Regions from separate parts of the Salvelinus alpinus genome. Here region 2 is linked to region 1. The links are chromatin contacts, called in public Hi-C maps. All regions are on one chromosome and are shown on one strand. Each heading gives the region's core, a stretch centred on a gene start, on an enhancer-like site or on the middle of the called end of the contact. The rest is flanking DNA. Distances are from core to core; before and after follow the strand shown.

Region 1 (2,700 bases), core at 37-2,536:
ATTGTGGGTCACAGGTTCCCATGGTGCTTCTGGGAGAAACGGAAGCTTGCCTACAAAGCTATCATGTTTATTTATCATCACCTGAGGTAGGATTACACACACTAACTCACCGTGTGAAAGTGGCTTGATGGATGTACTCTGACCTGCCACACATGAACAACTTTAGCTGAGAAGACACACTGGTGTTGCTCAAAACAGCAATACCCCACTGTGTCAATGGTCACCGCACAAACATTGGATCACAGTACACACCTGTAGGCTACAGTAAAATAAGCAGAGGTGTGTGAACATGTCTTTGCAAAAGTGTCATGTAATTTAACCTGGTGGCCGCCCACTAGGCACAGATTTAAATTCAACGTCTATTCCACATTGGTTCAACTTCATTTCATTGAAATGACGTGGAAACAACGTTGATTCAACCAGTGTGTGCCCAGAGGGGTATTTGCATTTGTGATGAGTTGATCTGGCCCAATAACTGTGTATATATACATATACATATATACATTTTGTATAAACATGACATTAGGACTAGGAGGACCACATACTGTAGCTTGTGGTTCAGGGCGTGCAGTGCAGAATGCTCACACCGCTCTTGAGTCTTGCCATATGTCCCACATAAATCGCAGAGTAGCCTATCCTCGTGTAACGGACAGGGTGAACGAAAAAACAGTGTACTACAGGTGTAGGTTAGTTTGGGCACATAATACCTGACGCCAAATAGTTATATGTATCCTCTATAAGTTAGCGCTATAACTAGACGGATACATTCACACACGAAAGCACCGGTAGTAAAATTGGCCAGTGTTCCAAGTAAAATGACCAAAAAAATGATATAAAAGAAATGTTGTGTTTCACCCAAAACCAATTTCCAATTTCTAAACAAACATAAGAAACAGGGCAAATTACACTTCTCGTATTAGGCTACAGAAGTGACCGGCCACCACTCACCAGCTGAATCGAGCAGAGAAAGATGAGCGTGCATCGTCCGCTGCAGCACCCCATTGTGTCAAAAACCAAATAGCACTCGAGAAACCGCAAGAAAATGTCCTTAGAACGGTCCACACTGGGTCACTGGATATCCGAATACCTTTAAATACAAAGAATGGCTTCAAGCTCGGTCCACTTTGAAAACTGCGTAGGTAAGCTGCAGGCTCCGGCATCCCATGCTTTTTCTGTCCCCCAATGATTGCTTTGTGTATGAAAGGGGTGGCTTGGGTTGATTCTACCGCTAGCTTTCGAGTTGAGTAGTTGGATTTCACGCCGGTGCGTGTGCATGTGTGTGTGTGTAGAGTATAAGAAGGGGGAGGTGGAAGGGGCTAGTTGAGGGCGTCAACAAACTAACGGTGCCCTGTGGCACTAATCTGTGTTCTCACCTGGTCCCTTTTCCAGAGTTTAAAACACAATTTTCAATCATTGGAACTATTTTCATAACCTGTTGAATTGAGTACACAATTATGCCAAATATGTTGTATATTTTTTACATATAACCTACTACTTAACATTTGAAGAGCGGGATATTTTGCTTGAATCTTTTAACGATTTGTTTAGAAAAATCATTATAAATTCTGGTATGGGTCAAACCTAAAAGTAAAGTTATAAGCAGTGTCGCCTACTGAATTGCACCTCTCTCATGAGAGGAACTGAGAGATGAGACCAAAACCTTGATGACGGAACTTAGGCGCCACACTCTGGTCATTTGACGCAATTACACACTCACCAACAGCGCTATGAACGCCTTCCATCCTCTTCATGTATTTCTTCTGATGAGCTCTCATAAAATAGTAGCCTATTGTGCCTTGTCTTATTCATCTTATTCTGTATTTTAAAGAAACTGCTGACTATTTACCAAATGTGTATAGGGTTAAACTCATGTGGGTTGATAAACAACTGACAAGTCACCCCACCCGAAAGGTAAACGCAATCAAATGCTTCATAAAATATTCAGTGATGAATGAAGCTATATACGTCCACTAGTAGAATACTAAGTGGTAATAGACTGTATGACAATAGGCTCCATAAGACTGTAAGACTCCATCAGTGGTGTAAAGTACTTAAGAAAAATACTTTAAAGTACAACTTAAGTAGTTTTGGGGGGTATCTGTACTTTACTATTTATATTTTTGACTACTTTTACTTTTACTCCACTACATTCCTAAAGAAAATAATTTACTTTTTACTCCATACATTTTCCCTGACACCCAAAAGTACTCGTTACATTTGTAATTCTTAGCAAGACAGGAAAAGGGTCCAATACACACCCTTATCAAGACAACATCCCTGGTCATCCCTACTGCCTCTGATCTGGTGGACTCACGAAACACACATGCTTTGTTTGTAAATTACGAGTTGTAGAGTTTCCCCAAGGCTTTCCGCTATAAATATATATATATATATATATATATATATATATATATGTCCCCATCTAGTTTGCTTAATATAAGGATTTTGAAAGTATTTGTACTTTTACTTTTGATACTTAAGTATATTTGAGCAATTACATGTACTTTTGATACTTAAGTACATTTAAAACCAAATTTTAGACTTTTACTCAATAAGTATTTTACTGGGTGACTTTCACATTTTCTTGAGTCATTTTCTATTAAGGTATCTTTACTTTTAATCAAATATGACAATTGGGTACTTTTTCCACCACTGGGCTCTATATACACTGTATAGAGAAGAGAGTGAGAAGAGAAGTGA
Region 2 (2,700 bases), core at 24-2,523, 140 kb before region 1:
TCCACTGGCTGTCCCACCACCACAGAAAGCACTGAACTAGGCTGAAACACCTGCATTTTGGAGCTGCCTTATGCAAGAAAGCAAAAAAGAGACAAAGCTTGTATGTGGCTTTATAAACTCAATTTGTTTAACAATGTTTGCAAGCTGATATGTGACACGTATCAATACCAAAATAACATGCAAAACAGGCATTCCCCCCCAAAAATAAGTCTAGCAAGCAACATAGTTCTGGGCGTGGCTGGTGCTGAATCGAGGTGAGCGCTTTTCTCCATGATGGATCGCATAGCTGTCCATTTGTGCGCTCAGTTCACAACAGTCTATTCCTAGGCAGCAAGTGAGTTTCAAGTTTGTGAAACCCGTCAACATTAAGAGGACAGAGAAACCAGACACGTTCATTGCTCACATGGAGTGCTCCAAACAAAATACAATGACAAAATTGACTAAATAAAAAAAATGATGGTAGGAAATAAACCAAAACGTGTTTCTCACAAGTGTAGCAGGTTGTGAACTCTGCAACCAACTTTCCACTCAGAGAATGAGAACATAAATGACTGTAGGCCTAATTAATCCACGCATGAACAGAAATGTATGTCACCAAATGATGGGGATTAACGGTAAATGTACTACTGGTGACAAATGTAATGAGGAGTTGATCAAAATAGAGAATCAATGGGCAAACAATTAGTACAATAATACAATGAATCTGCAAGAATTGGCGTGAGACAGCTGAGCACATTAGGGAGAGCTACTCGCATTCTGGAAAGAGACTTCATCACATACCCCCCCCCCCTTCTTCATGTCTCAACATTTCAAATTATACTCAAGACATTATCTTCACACATATTTTATATGCATTGCTTTTCAGTCACAGACGCATCTCAATAATCCGCGAGGCATTCTCGTGACATCCCCAGCAGTAACATTTGAGCTTCATTTTCAAAAAGACAAGTGAAGTCGCTTTCGAATGACATGTCACTTTCTATTTTCTGACCGAAATTGATGGATTTAGGTACCACTTAAGCTCCCCAAAACAACCGCTCAGAGTTTAACAGCTTAACCCTGACCTTAACCCTAACCCTAAGCACCCCTAGCCTAGCTACTGTTAGCCACCTAGCTTACATTAGCGTTAGCCACCTAGTCACCTAGCTAACGTTAGCCACAACAAATTGGAATTCGTAACATATAATACATTTAGCAAATTCGTAACATACGGTACGAATTGCAATTCGTAACCATATTGTACAAATTGCAATGTGTAACATTTCATAGGAATTGTAATTCGTAACATATTATACGAAATGTGTGATGGACATCTATAAATTAATACATACCATACGAAACGTAACATATCATACCAATTGGAGTGTTCCAGATTTACATTTACTACATCATGTCTACCCCTGAGTACAGGTTGCAGCTGCGAGGTTTGACCGCATGGGACTGACTGCTTTCTGGCATCTGTTGAGTGAGTTCTGGAAGGCTGCCCGATGTGCCTTACTGCGCAATCCCTTCATACAGCTGCAGGGAATATATGTCCAGCACTGCGCGCTCCGCGCTTCCACCCGCACAGTCCACTATGGAACGGAAAGGGGATGACTGGCACAGGACCGAAGGAGAAAGAAGGCACCACAAGTCCCAGGATGACGGGTTACAGGAGCAAGATGCTGTATATTCTGGAGAAGCCTCAGATGCGAGGCGAGGAGGAGCGGCTTCGAACTTTTGAAAACTGGCGGAGGGACACACCAGTCACTGCGGGCAACCTGGCCAGAGCGGGATTCTATTTTCTGGAGCCCGAGGATAAGGTTCAGTGCTTCTGTTGCGGTGGGATCCTGCGGTACTGGGTCCATGGGGACAGTCCGATCGTCGAACACAAGAGGCACTTCCCCACCTGTAGTTTCGTGCTGGGTAGAGCCGTTGGGAATATCCCGCTGTTTGTCGTTCCCAGGTCCCCTTCTGACTCCGTGGACGGCCAGCTGTTGAGCCAGCTCCAGAGGATGACCGTGGACGACCAGGGAACGGCCGGGCAGGCTGTCTACCCTGAGATGGAGTTAGAGGAATCCCGGCTCACCACCTTCCACAACTGGCCCACGGGTGCTGCGGTCCAGCCCAATGTTCTGTCGAGGGCAGGATTCTTCTACACAGGTAGTCTTTGTTGATGGTGACAGTGTGTGTTGTGAATTGTTTCTGAATTTCTGAACTTTTCTGAATTCTGTTGGGTACGTTTAATAACTTACTTCTTGCTTTTGGTTCCCTATAAAGTCCCATTAATGTTTGTTGAAGCTTTGCTTTTGGATGAAGTTAAGCACACCTTGGCAATTACGCATTTGCTATTTGATATTCAGAAATAGCAGGGTAGTGGAGCAGTGGTCACTACGACTTTCCAGTCATTGTGTGCGAGTTCATGTGACAATAGTGACGCTGAGTCATGTATTTGTGGACAGAAAAAGCTGGACACGACTCGGGACTGCGTAAAGGAGAAAACACCATCGCTGTGGTGCTTAGACTGTTGTGGTATTTAAAGCTTAGAAATTAATGCGACTCTATGAGAGAGAATCAGAGAAACTACTTTCCTTTGTTTGGAATTCAGTGTTGGAAATGCAATAATACAATCCACATTCTCACAGCAGGGATGTTTTGGGTGTGTATTCATTGTGAACTTTTGTCTCATTGTGTTTGTGTACACACACTGTTTTCTGTATG

What was found. A called contact is a pair of places that touch in the nucleus more often than the background predicts.
Region 2: a Hi-C map of liver shows a contact between it and region 1, with 7 times the contacts expected there. The contact joins the promoter of LOC139559530 here to the promoter of LOC139559532 in region 1. A contact is called at or near these places in 3 of 3 Hi-C or Micro-C datasets (liver, muscle and red muscle).

The regions. Positions count from the first base shown.
Region 1 is chr30:42,673,058-42,675,757 of SLU_Salpinus.1, reverse strand. LOC139559532 (sodium/potassium-transporting ATPase subunit beta-1-interacting protein 4-like) reads right to left here and starts at 1,286. Exons shown (of 7, transcript XM_071375612.1): 1 at 949-1,286. The coding sequence starts at 1,002.
Region 2 is chr30:42,812,193-42,814,892 of SLU_Salpinus.1, reverse strand. LOC139559530 (baculoviral IAP repeat-containing protein 7-like) reads left to right here and starts at 1,273. Exons shown (of 8, transcript XM_071375611.1): 1 at 1,273-2,142. The coding sequence starts at 1,488.